Regions from separate parts of the Mus musculus genome. Here region 1 is linked to region 2. Evidence: chromatin contacts called from public promoter capture Hi-C data. All regions are on one chromosome and are shown on one strand. The core of a region is the stretch at or near the end of the contact, and the rest is flanking DNA. Distances in the headings are between cores, read along the strand shown. Region 1 holds the start of Alox12 (arachidonate 12-lipoxygenase). Region 2 holds the start of Gucy2e (guanylate cyclase 2e).

Region 1 (7,485 bases), core at 821-3,320, 1.0 Mb after region 2:
ATCTAAGGCATTGTCTCCTGCCAGGCGGGCTGGGGAAAGTTACAATTAGCTACATGTTGTCTGGTTCTGAGCACTCTTCTGCTTGTCACCTACTCTCTCTTTGTAGCCAGAGTCTATGTTTTCTGCTGGGCTCCTTTGTCTTTATCTCCGGAGTTGCCTTGACTGATCCCTGAACACATTCATCGGGTTCTTGCTGGTTTGAGCTCACATTTCACTTCCTTCAGCCCACAATTTTCTCTTCCAGACCAGAATCCCATATCCTCCATGCTTTCCTGTTTCTTAAGCTCACAATCTCCTAATCTATTTCATCAATATCTAAAGTGGGGGTGGGGTGAGGGGAGAATCACGCTAATTAAGGTGATGAAATGTGGTGTCACCAACACCACACCTATAGCTACTTGTTGCTTTGGCTAATCTCACACCTTAAATTTCATCTGTTCACGTTCAGCGGTACTTTCATTTCCTGGCTTCGCCTCTGGAGCTGATCACTCTACAGCTACTGACTTGTCCTGGGTGCCGCCTCAGTGAAATCCACCTGTCTCCAAGTGTTCCCGCCCTTACCACCCTGGCTTTCACTTGCCTCTGCACTTCTCTTTCTCTGGTTTCCCATGGTAAAAATGTGAAGTTTTACGGGCTCTTTCGCATGCCTCCTCCTGCCAGGTGGTCCCCACCATCCAATCAAATCAGCCGACCAGCGGCCCTTCCTCGCGGCCCCGTTGCTCATTGGCCACCAGCTCTTGTTCTCTGAGCCCCTCACCTGTCCCTCTCCCCACGGGTTCCGAATCACAGTACTACTGTTTTCTTTACTTCTCCATTTGTGTCCCCGGCTCCATGACCTTCTTTCTATCTAGGAAAACAGAGTCTCCAGATCTCTTACTTCCCTCTTTAATTCATTTGCAACATCACTTATCCTGGGAAACACTTGGGGAATTCATAACTTCTCATTTCCTCACTTGCGCCCTAGAAACTCACTGTTCCGTTTCTGCCCACCCTTTCTCCAAGTTCTTTCCCTCTCCTCCTCTTTAGCCCTATTCCTCCACACCCTCGCCGCCAGCACTGCCCTTTCCCTCTTCGTCCACTCCCCCAGGGTAGGATGCTGCCCCGCTCACCTGTCCCCTCCGGGAGGCTCAGGATTCCCTCTCCCTGCACCCAGCGGTAGCAGGGAAACACGGCCTCTGCACTTGTCCCCGGCCCCTGAACTGTGATGAGGTTGCAGAACCAGGCGTCATCCACAACTGTGTGCTGTTTGTGCAGTTTCACAAACTGCAGTGGCCCCAAGTCCTCGGGAACGTCGAAGTCAAACTCCTCCTCCTGCGGGGACCACACTTAATAGAAGGGATTGGGAGAAGCCTTTCGGTGGCCGAGCCTCCCCTTTGTGGAGCCTCAGCTTACCGCAGCCGTCAAAGAACACACCTCGCCCCTGCTCTCCTTCCCTCTTCCACCCCTAACCTGTCTGGCGGGTCTAAGATGTCCCATTTCTGAGGGAAGACCAGCGTCTACAGCGCGCTGACCAGAGATTTGAGCAGATGATGACGATCATCGCCTGTCTCATCCCGTTCACTGAGCTCCCACCACACCGGAACTTGGAGGAGCTTCGACTGACCTCAAGTCCTGTATTTAAATCGGCTCTGGGGCTAAGAATGCAGGACTCAGAGGGCTGCCTGGGCTGGGGTGTGGGAAAGGAGACCACCCGGGGCCCGTAGTTGACATCACTCCCGGTGTCCCACCTCTACAAATCTCCATCGCGGTCTTACTGTCACAGACCCTAGTCTCCTGTCCCTTGCCATCCTCCTACTCTCTGCTTGGACAGTAGAGGGCCCCAGTTCTTGCTCACTGACCTTGCCCCGCGCTGGCCGCAGTTGCAGCTCCAGTTTCGCCTCCCGGTGCTCCCCAACCAGCCACAAACGCACTAGGTTGAGGGATCCGGAGAAGAGCCAGGCCCCAGTGACCACACGGACGCGGTAGCGGCCCATGGCTCCCTCTGGCCTCTCAGGAGGCGATCCAAGTTAAGTTCAATTCGAAGACCGCCCAGGGCCACCGTCGCCTCGGGGCCAGGTCCAAAACTTTAAAAAGATGGATCTGTGTCCCCGCCCTCACAACTCCTAGGCACTCCCAAGTCCCCGCCCCAGACTAGTCTGAACCTGCTAGCCCAGCCCAAGAACAGGCTTTGGGAAAGGGGTGTGCGTTTGGATCAGCTACAGTGGGAGCTAAGGAGGCCCTTCCCAAGGTCTCTGGGCTTTTAGGAGAACTTGCAAAGGGGTTGAAACCATTTTTCAAACGGAGGGAAAAGAAGTGTCTTTTCTGGGCTGAGAGGAATGCCTATAGCAGGTGAGCCTGGGAGGGCCTGGGGGATGCCCAGCTGCTAAAACCATCTGTGGTCCCCAAACACCCCCAGTCCCTGCTCTGTACTGCTTTTGAAGTCACCCCTTCAGTAAACCCCCAGGGATTCCCAGGCTGCCTTGAGCCTGAAAAGACAGCGTTTCCAGACTTAGAACCCCACCCCTGCCTTCTCCCCCACCCTCATGGTCTCCCACTCACCTGAACATAAGACTTTACGATTTCTTTTCCTTCCTTCCTTCCTTCCTTCCTTCCTTCCTTCCTTCCTTCCTTCTTTTCTCTCTTTCTCTCTTTAAAAAAAAAAGATTTACTTATTTTATGTATGTAAATACACTGTCACTGTCTTAGACACACCAGTAGAGGGCATCAGATCCCATTACAGATGGTTGTGAGCCACCATGTGGTTGCTGGGAACTGAACTCAGGACCTCTGGAAGAACAGTAAGCCCTTTTAACCGCTGAGCCATCTCTCCAGCTCCGACTTTAAGATTTCAAATACACAAAAGTGTCATGGGCCACGCATCTTGAGGGAGGCCAAGGACAGTGAATGATTTTGTCCAACCTCCTCCAGATCTCGGATGCAGAGTACCAGTCTGGGTAGGAGGGTGCAGTATAGAATCAGTTACAGTCCAGTGGGTGGGTTTCACGAGTTTATTTCTTCCAGGTAAGGAGAGTGAGCCTTTCTTTAGTGGAGCCCAGGTTGGATTTTCTTCCCAAGTTATCTCCTGGCCTTGGGTCTCAGAAAAGTAAAGTCATGAGCAGCGGTGAGAATGACACTTGGTTAGGGACCTTGTGAATAGTGGGAAACTTGTTCAGGACTCAGATTTTGTCACATGTACATGTCCCTAACTAGGTTCCTGTAAACTAAGATGTTCTAGTTTGGTGGCTAGGCCAGGGCCAGGAGGATCTGTTTTCTGGACCTAGGATGCTGCTGCTTGCAGGAAGGAAAAGTCTGAGACTTTCCAGGTCACACCTTCAGGCCTCCAAACCCTGGGCATGTCAGGTCCTTCGTGGGTTACTATTGCACACTCTCCAGGCCCATTCCTGCCTAGAAGTTCTGTGCTCTGGATTGGGTGTCTGTCAAGTGACAGCTCCCCCTCCTTTCAATGTTCCGGCGTCACTCTTTTCTCTACATCCCCTTGGTTCTCCACAGCAGGCCGTGGCCCTCTCCTCGTGCATTTTCGTGGGCCGTGTTTTGCCTTCTCAAGAGTTTGGTTTGTATCAACTAGATGATTCCTTAAGGTTACGTGTGTGTGTGTGTGTGTGTGTGTGTGTGTGTGACAGAGAGAGAGAGAGAGAGAGAGAGAGAGAGAGAATGAGAACACTAAGAAAAAGAACTGAACTTCTACACGAGCTTAATGACATGATGTGTTCAGACACTTAGACGCTTAGCACAATGTTTGACACAGAGCCCTCTGTGTATTAACTTATTATTATTCATGATGAAATATCATGAGTCCCTTTCCCATTTCTTACCACCTACTACTTCTTCAGTTTCTACCAGGATGTTCACTTCCAAGACCTGCTTCCCTCTTGCTTTTGTTTTTGTTTTTTGTTTTTGTTTTTCGAGACAGGGTTTCTCTGTGTAGCCCTGGCTGTCCTGAAACTCACTTTATAGACCAGGCTGGCCTCAAACTCAGAAATCCACCTGCCTCTGCCTCCCAAGTGCTGGGATTAAAGGCGTGCGCCACCACCGCCCAGCTTTTTGTTTTTTTGGTTTTTTGCACTTTTCAGTTTTTAAGCCCATGTAGTATATTGAGAAGATACATTTAATTCCTAATTGTTTTCTGTAGTGTTGAGTATTGAACTCAGGCCTAACATATTTCTGTCTCTGAGGAACTTGTATCAATCTGCAAACCTATACAAGCCTTGGGCCAGCTTCATTACTTGGAAACAGATATGAATTTACTTGTTTTCTGACACATGCTCTCAGATCTCTCTCTCTCTCTCTCTCTCTCTCTCTCTCTCTCTCTCTCTCTCTCTCTCTCTCTCTCATATCTGTCTATCCATCCATCTATCTGAATGAAAGAATTTTTACTATGTAGGCCAGGCTGGCTTAGAACTCACAGAGATGCCTCTGCCTCCTCTGCCTCTGCCTCTGCCTCTGCCTCTGCCTCTGCCTCTGCCTCTGCCTCTGCCTCTGCCTCTGCCTCTGCCTCTGCCTCTGCCTCTGCCTCCTCTGCCCAGTGCTGAGACTAAAGGCATGCACCACCATGCTCAGCTCCTTTCCTTACTCTTTAATACCGAGAATTCAACATCACATTTTAAATCTGTCCTCTGACTGCTCTCCTCTACGGCACAAGAAGGAACAGTGCCTTCCCTTTGTCTAGAACCTTCAAAGCTAACCTCTCTTGGTCCAGACTCCAGTGCCTGCTGTCTGTGCCAGAAGCCAACTCCCACTCTCTCGTGACCTGTCTCTGCAACTTTTAACTTCTGGATCAAAGCTTTTCCCGCTGGGTTATACCCCGGGGATGTGGGCGAGCACGGCGACCCTTGCACTACTCCATAGCCAAGATGTTTCTTAAGACGTTTTCTAAACGTAACAATTCCATCCCTTTTCCTTCTCCCGTGCCAAACGCCTTGCCTTGCAGTCACTTTCTTTGTCTTTTTTTCTTTTCTTTTTGGATGATGTTTCTACTGTCTTTGCTGCGCTGCTTAGAGCTTGTGTATGACACAGGGCTATAATATAAGTTTCTTGAGGCATTTACTCATAAGAAATTACCATTACATTATTAGCCATGTAATTTTAAGTGTGTGATGATAGGACATGATTTCAAGGCAGATAATGTAACATTCACTTTTTTAATTAGTAAGTTGGATACAACACCTGTTTCCACTTGCAGGAAGGCCAGGACTTTCCTCTCGGAGTGTGGTCCTTGCTATCTGGTGTTTTCTGATGTGACAGGAGGAACTTTGTCCTGTGAAATCTAATAAGTCATTTCCCAATGCTTCCGAGATGCCTTGCGTGGGCCACAGCGACACAAACTCGAGCTTCCAAACTCCGGGTTCACACAATTTTGGACAAGGTCTCCAAGCAGGACTGCATGCTCCAGGCTGTGCCAAGGCTCTGTCCATCCTTAGTCTCCTGTACCCTTAGGCTTGGAGTTGAGTTCTGGTCAGGGAGGGTTGGTTCTCCTTTGAGATCATGGGTACTCTTTTCCTAATGCAGACCTCTCCTGAGACCTTCTCAGACTTTGAGAGAGAACTTAACACTGAACATGTAAAAGAACACCATTGGCTCCCTTCTTTCCTTTTCCTCTACCACCAACTCTGTATGACAGGAGTGTCAGAGTGGAGAAGGCACATGGAAAGGGGGGACCAGGAAGGAGGCCACTGTGTGCCTTTGAAGGATGTGCGAAGTGGGGGCAACCAAGTCTCAGAGAAGAAACCAGGAAGGTTTGTTCAGGATGGTTGGTTTTGATTATTTTAAAGAAACAAACCTGTTCTATACTGGTGTGTGTGTGTGTGTGTGTGTGTGTGTGCGCGCGTGCGTGCTTCCTGGAGCTTTCCTAGAGAGCAAGATTGGCTCACACCTTTAATTCCAGTAGTTAAGAGACAGAGACAGGCATGTCTCTGAGTTCAGTGCCAGCCTAGGCTGAATAGAACCTTATCTCAAAGAGAAAGGGTGTGTGTGGCCTGACTCATCTCAGAGAAATCTCTGCAGCTCTGTAGCTAGACATCTGATTCATCCTTTTTTTTCTTTTTTAATTGGTTGGTGTGTGTGTGTGTGTGTAGGCCAGAGATTGACACCAGGTAATCTCCTTAATTGTTTTCCACCTTATATGGGACCTGAAGAGATGTTGAATGTCTAACAGTGAAACGGTGGCCCCTGGGAGCTGGCATGCCCCAGTTTGACTTGATGTTGCTGGAATGGAACTCTGACCCAAAGCAGCTTGGGGAAGAAAGGCGTTTTTGTTTTTGTTTTTGGCTCATATCCACCATTGAGGGGAGTCAGGGCAGGAACTCACACAGGAGAAGAGGCAGGAAACTGAGCCTTCTTCCCACATCAAATCATCAATGAAGAAAATGCTCCAGAGGCAGGCAAAGCTCTATGAGTTTGAGGCCAGCCTGGTCTATAGCGTGAATTCCAGGACAGTCAGGAAAACCTCAGAGAAAACCTCTCTCGGAAGAAAAGAAAAGGAAAGGAAAGAAGAGAAGAGAAGAGAAGAGAAGAGAAGAGAAGAGAAGAGAAGAGTAAAGAAAAGAGCCTCAGAGAAATGCCCTCAGAGAAATCGCATGGAAGTCATTATTCAGCTGAAGTTCTCCTTCCCAGATGACTCTACTTTGTATCCTGTTGACAAAAACTAACCATCACTTAGAGGGGTTGGAAGAAAAGAGGCAATATTGGTCACAGTATACAAGACCTCACTTATGAGAATCAAGGACATAGCACAGTTCATAATAATGTATATACTAAATTTACTAAGAGAATTCAAGTATCCTCATATTGAATAAGTATTCTTTATAACTCCAGGTGATGGTGGCTCATGCCTTTAATTCCAGTACTTGGGAGGCAGAGGCAGGTGGATCTCTGTGAGTTCGAGGCCAGCCTGGTCAGCAGAGTAAATTCCAGCAGGGCTACACAAAAAAACTCTGTTTTGAACATAACCCCCCTCCCCCAGAAGTTTCCATTATAAAACAATCATAATAAATATAAATAATAGGTATATGGTAACTAGATGAGATGCAGTCATGTTAATTTTTTTAAAGATGTATTTATATCATGTATATGAACACACTGCCACTGTCTTCAGACACACCAGAAGAGGGCATCAGATGCCCATTACAGATGGTTGTGAGCCACCATGTGGTTACTGGGAATTGAACTCAGTACCTTTGGAAGCGAGTGGGAGAGCCTGAGTTGCTGGGGAAGTGAAGACCCTGTAGACCAGCACTTCTCAGCCTTCCTAATGCTGCAACCTTTTAATACAGTTCCTCGTGTTGTGGTGACCCCGAACCAAAGCATTATTTTTGTTGCTACGTCATAACTGTAGTTTTGCTATTGTTATGAATCATAATGTAAATACCTGTGTTTCCTGATGGTCTTAGGTGACCCCTGTGAGTGGCTCATTTGACCCACAAAGAGGTCTCGACCCACAGGCTGAGAACCCCTGGAGTAGAAGAAAAGAAAATTCTGAGAATGTGTGGA
Region 2 (6,872 bases), core at 1,997-4,496:
CCTCTCCTCTCTACTATCCTCAGTTCCTATTCATGGAGTGACAGACACCAGGGAACACCAGTGACACAGAGGTGTATGAGACAGCCTGTCACTGTGGACAAACTTTAGTGTAGGGGGAAAAGGGCAAGAATGTTAAGGGAGTGTGATACATGGGGGTAGAGGGAATCGAGGAAGCTTTAGAAATGAGGAAGAAGAGGTAGAAGGTTCCAGAAGGCGTGATCATCACCCAGGTATTAATCAGAATTCTCCAGGGGGTGGGGGGTGGTAGGAGAGAGAAAAAAGAGAACACGCTTAAGAACCTAAAGTCTGGCTGGAGTTCATGGAAGACGAAAGAGAAAGGAAGACTCAAGACCTACTAGACCATGTGGAGAGACCTCCATCTATACAGAGTAATGAAGGCTCCCAACTCAGGATGCCATCCAGATGCTCCCAGGAGGCCTTGAACCAGGCATGCAAACTGTAGAGCACCCCATTTCTGAAACCTGCTGTACTGATTGACAGAGAGAGCCTGGGTCGGGTGAGCATTTTGAGATTCTGGACTTGGGTCCAGAAGTGTTGTGCCCTGAGTCAGGGCAGTGTCAGTGAGGAAGGGGAGTATGAGTGGATTCGAACAACCTTCAGAAGTCAAGGTAATAGGGCTTCACGCCTGGGTTCGTGGGGTCCAGGAGGGGAATCGGGTCTCCAGCATGGTCAGCTGGCTGTGCCCTTCATGACAGCTAATGGAAGTACCTCTGCTCCTCCCATTTCTCCATGACTGACAGATTCTCTGTCCCATCTTACCCTTACTTTATTAATTATTCCCAAGCTTTCTTCTCCTCTACCCCAAATACCTTCTTGGAGAAGGCTAGAGGCATTGGTGGGGAATAGTCCAGTATGACTCTCCACCCCACACCCCACCTTCTTTCAGTGGTGGTCCCTCTTGACTCTGGGTGTGGCTACTTATTTATTTTGGGAAATTGAACCTAAGGCCTTGCCCAAGCCTGGGCAAGTAGCCTACCCAAGCCTGGGCAAGTTCCCTACCCACGTGCTGCATACAACCATCTCTTGACTTTTTAAGACAAGCCCATGGTAAACCAGAGTTTACTCTGTAGCTCAGGAAGAGCCTGAGCTTTCCACCCTCCTGCCTCAGCCTATTGTATATGGGGGATTACAAACCCATATCACTAAGCCTGGCATGAATATGACTCTCTTGATTGCTAATTTTCTTCCTACTGATATCTAGCTTCCCTTCTACCTCAGTAGCTTCTAGACTCCCTTTGTGACTGGGATGGTATTGGATAGTCTGAATTTGGATCCTAGAGACTCAAGAAATTCTGATTACTACTTGGATGTTGGAAATTTATCTTTGGAGCCCCCATCTCCACCTAGGGATCTTTCTTTCACATTAGGGCCCTCACAAAGTTAAGAACACTGTTGTGACGCTGGGCAGTGGTGGCGCATGCCTTTAATCCCAGCACTTTGGGAGGCAGAGGCTAAGCCAAACCAGAGCTTCTACAACACCCAGGAAACTCCAGCTCAGATGCCGCTACAGTTTACGCCCCATTGACTCCACCCTCCCCTTGCCCATTGGCTCCACCCTCCCCTTGCCCATGGCTCCACCCTCCCCTTGCCCATTGGCTCCACCCTCTCCTTGCCCATTGGCTACACCTTCCTCTTCCCTCTAGTTCCATCCTTCTCTCCTTGTCTGTTCTCAGCTCACTTCCCTGGCTCTCCTCCCTCTTCTCTTTTTGTAATCTATCTACCTGCTTCAGGTTGAGGTCAAGGGGCAGTTCCTGGTGTTCTTGAGCCCTGCGCAGGCTGTCTTGCACGCTGCCTCCAGGAGGACAGCGGCGCGTGAGTGTGAGCACCGCATCGTGAGCCCTGCGGAGCTGGGAGCTGTTGACAAATGCAGCCAGAGCCTCCGGGCCTGGAGACAAAGCGTAGTGAAGCGTGTCGAAGGGCAGGAAAACCAGGGAGCCATCAGTCAGAGCCAGTTCTTCTGCAGCTTCCAGTAGGTAGCGCTGCTCCTCGCCGCCCAGCAGCACCGAGTGCATCACCATGATCACTACTGCGGAGCGGACGGACACAGAGGCTGGCTCGCTACGCTGTCCACTCTCGGCAGGACCCACCCACCTTGCCCGCACTCTACTGGGGAGCTTACCTCTAACTCTAGGCCCATCTCGGATCCTCCCGAGGGCCTCCCGGGCTCCAGACCGGTCTGAAGTCTCCATGGAAGTCACTAGGGCAACTGGCAAACCCCGGGCCCTGAGTGCTGTGGACAGAGCGCGTCCCGCCTCCACCCACAGGTCTTGGGGTGCAGTGATCAGGGCCACGCGCGCCCAGCGGAATGCTCTAAGGAGGACGTAGAGAGCATCTGCAGCGGGGGTCACCGCCGGGGCTGTAGTACCCGCCGCCCGCGTGCCAGGGCAGCCCCAGGGCACCAGCGCTACTCCAGCTTCTTGAGCCAACAGTTCGGCTGGCCGACAGGCTGCGGGGTTCACCGGACCCACCAGGCCAGAGACTCGAGACAGCGCAGAGGACACAGCCCCTAGTGAGCCCGGAGTCAGGCAGGGCTCTGGGAGCAGCGCAACCTCGAACCGGGGGCCGCCGTCTAAAGCAAAGTCACGATTCAGGCGGTTGGCGGCCAGACGCGCAGCCAGGTCTGGTCGGGCCCGTGCAAAGATGGGGTCGCAAGCCCAGGGGCCCAGCACCCCCACTTTGAACACAGCAGAGAGGGCAGAAGGAGATGGGAGCAGTAGCAGTAGCAGGAGTCCCGGTAGCCCAGGCCTTGGCCAGCGCAGGACCCGCGAGAAACTGGACGGAGACTGCCGCGCAGGGACACAGAACCCGGCGCCGGGAAGCCCTCCGGCTGGCAGGAGCCAAGCGCTCATTGCCTTCTTCTGTGAACACAGAGCGAACAAGATAAGAGTTGAGGGCCCTCAGCACTCACTCCCGTAAGGTTCTCCCCTCAAGCCTGTTTCTCAAATTCCGCCCAACCCCCTAGGGTGTCTTGGCTTCCAGGACCCTAGATGGCAGCCCAGCTCATCGCCCCAAGGTCTTTTTGGTTTAGCCTGTTTGTACTTAGATTGTTTATCCTCCCTTCCTCTTCAGCAGTCTTGGGGGTTCAGTGGGGAATACTCCCACGCCTTCATACAGGACCGAAGTTCCTGTGTGGGTCATTCATTACTTACCGGAAAGTCCGGGGCTAGGGCTTGGCTAAGGGGTCACAGGATCGATGCCCCTTCGGTCTCCCCTGGCAGCCCAGCCCAGGGCGGGGGGTGTGGGAACAGCCCGCTGCAGCCCTTAATCCCTCCAAGCCGATTAGGATCTTTTAATCAAGCAGAACAGGGCGGGCTGATGGAGGTTGAGAGTCTCTACAGCTCCTCTGTAGAGTGGGGTCTGCCCTGCTTCTAGACAGCCACAGTTGCTTTAACTAATCATACAGGGAGAGAAAGCGAATCTGGACTGTACCTCACACCGCGCACGAATTCAACGTCAGACTTACATATGAAAATAAAATGTTTATCTTTTTCAGCTGTCTCTTCAAAAAGGGAATCAGATAAGAATCATCTGTGGGGCCGGGCGTGGTGGCGCACGCCTTTAATCCCAGCACTTGGGAGGCAGAGGCAGGCGGATTTCTGAGTTCGAGGCCAGCCTGGTCTACAGAGTGAGTTCCAGGACAGCCAGGGCTACACAGAGAAACCCCGTCTCAGAAAAGAATCATCTGTGGGAAGGAGGAGAGATAAAGGTTCAATGGTTAGGAGCGTTTGCTGCTTTCTTCGGAGGACCCAGGTTCATTTCCCAGCACCCACATGATGGCTCACAATCATCTGTAACTCCAATTCCAGAGGATCCAGTGCTAGCTTCTGAGAGAAAGCACCTGGTGGTGCACTGTCTGTACATACAGACAAAGATAAATAAGATAATAGAGTTAATTTTAAAAATCATCCGTGGACACTAAAGCTAGGGGGAAATTTTGAAGAACATCATAGATGTTAAGTTTTTCACAATTATAAACTGTCACTCCATCTATTGTTCATAGGTTGATAGACAGCAAACATATAATTGCTGCAATTTTAACTGTAAAAAAAATATTTATAGCAGAGTGTAATAGCCTTTGTTCCCAGCACAAGGGAAGCAGAGGCAGGTGGATGGATCTCTATGAGTTCGAAGTCAGCCAAGTATACCTAGAGACTTCCAGGACAGCCAAGGCTACACATAGACCCTGTCTCAAAAAAAAAATTATTTTCTACATATGTATGGGTGCCTGAGTATATGTATGTATGTATGTATGTATGTATGTATGTGTGCACCACATGTGTGCAATGGCCGATGGAGGTCAGAAGAGGCATCAGAATGCTGGAGTTACACACAGTTGTGAGCCACACCTGTGTGCTGAGAGCCAGCCAATAAGTAAGGTCTGGACCTGTTGACTGGTCTCTCCAGGCTTGGGACTGCTGCAGCCACTCCGTACCCCCTTGCTCTGAGGTATTCTATCTACAGGCACAGGACATTCATTTACCCCTTCAGTGGTTAGTTTTGATTAAATTGTTATCTTTCATCTCCTGCATAATTTCTCTCTTCCCTCCCTCCCTCTCTCCTGCCTTCCAACTCATATGCAAGCTTTAGGGAAAAACTTTAAACAAGTAGAATTACAAAAATTCCACAAGAAGCTGGGCGTGGTGGCGCACGCCTTTAATTCCAGCACTTGGAAGGCAGAGGCAGGTGGATTTCTGAGTTCGAGGCCAGCCTGGTCTACAACGTGAGTTCCAGGACAGCCAGGGCTATACAGAGAAACCCTGTCTCAAAAAAAAAAATCTACAAGAATATCAGCATCAATCAGGCACAATGGGAGCCTGTAACCTTGGTACTCAGGAAGTGGAGCTAAGAGGGTGGTGACTTTGAGGCCAGTCTGGTTACATAGTGAAGTCATGTCTTGGAACAAAACAAACAAAAGAACACCTTCGAGATGGCTCGTGAAGAATGACATGTGTGGCAGAGATGCTGGCTTCCACATGCACGTGCGTACACATACACTCACACACACTCACAGAGAGAGAGAGAGACAGAGACAGAGAGAGAGAGACAGAGAGGACAAATTTGGACTGTGAGTGGACAATTTGATAAGTTATTACTGTACATTTGTGAAATGAATAACTGTACTACAGTTATACTAAGGAACACCTCCTCCCATGGTGGTGCACATCTTTAATCCCAGCAGTTTAATCCCAGGAAAAGGCAGGCAGATGTCTGTGAGTTCAAGACTAGCCTGGGATACATAGTGAGTCCCTAGACAGTCAAGCTACAGAGTGAGACCCTGTCTCAAAACAAACAAACAAACAAACAAACAAACACCAAAAACAGAAGTCCCGAGTGATAAGAAATGTAAATGAAAGGATTTCGTGAGAAAGCACCATGAGGTATGTAACTTACCCTCAATATTTCACAATAGGTGATGTATTTTACATGACATATAAGCATGTTGCATATGTTAGATATTTCAAACAATGAAGAAAATGCTCACAGTGAGTAGATCTGGGGGTTATAGATAGCTCGGCGGATGGTGCTTGCTATGCAGACATGAGTTTGGATTTCACACATGAAAACAGACAGCCATAGCATCATGCTTCTCTAGTCCAGTGCTGGGATCGCAGAGGGGCGCGGGGTCTGTGGCTCCTGCCCCTGAGCTGACGCAGTGAACTCCAGGTTTCCTGAGAGACTGAATGGTGGGTTATGGTGTTTTCAGTCAAACCTGACCAGCTGAATCTGATTCCTGGAACCCATACGATAGAAGGAGAGAATTAACTCCAGCAAGTTATCTTCTGACACACCACACACACACACATACTCACACACATACATACAAACATACACATATACATACAAACACACACATACACATATACACATACACACTCACACACATATTCATATCACATACAAGCACATACAGATACTCACAAATACACATACACACATACACACACATACATACATACAAACATACACATGTATTCACATCACATACAAACACACTCACACACATACTCACAAATACACACATACTCACAAATACACATACACACACATATACACACACATACACACATATACACACAGACATACACACATATCCACATACATACATATATATATATATACACACACACACACAAACACACATATACATACCACACACACATATATGCACACAAAACCACATATACACACATTTACACACACACTGTGGTATACTTATACTCACAAAAATCAATACATAAGTGTAATAAAAAATAAATATGACAGAGTTAGAAAGACAGCTCAGGGGGCTGGAGAGATGGCTCAGCAGTTAAGAGTGCCAGCTGCTCTTCTGATGGTCCTGAGTTCAAGTCCCAGCAACCACATGATGGCTTACAACCATCCACAATGAGACCTGATGACCTTTTCTGGGGTGTCTGAAGATAGCTACAGTGTACTTACACATAATAAATAAATAAATCTTAAGAAAAAAAGAAAGAAAGAAAGAGAGAGAGAGAGAGAGAGAGAGAGAGAGAGAGAGAGAAAGAAAGAAAGAAAGAAAGAAAGAAAGAAAGAAAGAAAGAAAGGCTCAGAACACTTACTGCCTTCCAGAGGACCCAAGTTTGATTAATTATACACAGTGTGTGTGTAAATGTGTGTGTGTATATGGTTTTGTGTGCATATATGTGTGTGTATGGTGTGTATATGTGCTTTTGTGTGTGTGTATATATATGTATGTATCTGTGTGTGGATATGTGTGTGTATGTCTGTGTGTCTGTGTATGTTTTCATCTATAATATAAAATAAGAAAATAAAATTTAACAACAGCACAGTGGTGCAGCTTATTACTAAAATTGGAAAAACACAGAGAGGAT

Evidence for each region. Promoter capture Hi-C pulls out the DNA fragments that hold promoters and counts their contacts.
Region 1: a contact with region 2 is called in a promoter capture Hi-C map of liver. The contact joins the promoter of Alox12 here to the promoter of Gucy2e in region 2. A contact is called at or near these places in 2 of 39 promoter capture datasets (liver and neutrophils).

Annotation. Positions count from the first base shown.
Region 1 is chr11:70,253,300-70,260,784 of GRCm38.p6, forward strand. It overlaps Alox12 (arachidonate 12-lipoxygenase), which reads right to left and starts at 2,071. Exons shown (of 14, transcript NM_007440.5): 1 at 1,839-2,071; 2 at 1,110-1,311; 3 at 1-29. The coding sequence starts at 1,973. The region is part of intron 2 of Gm40191 (a long non-coding RNA gene); the gene reads left to right.
Region 2 is chr11:69,233,776-69,240,647 of GRCm38.p6, forward strand. Gucy2e (guanylate cyclase 2e) reads right to left here and starts at 3,247. Exons shown (of 19, transcript NM_008192.3): 1 at 3,171-3,247; 2 at 2,141-2,879; 3 at 1,743-2,047. The coding sequence starts at 2,870. It overlaps Gm23194 (a small nuclear RNA gene), which reads left to right and starts at 6,824; the gene lies at 6,824-6,872.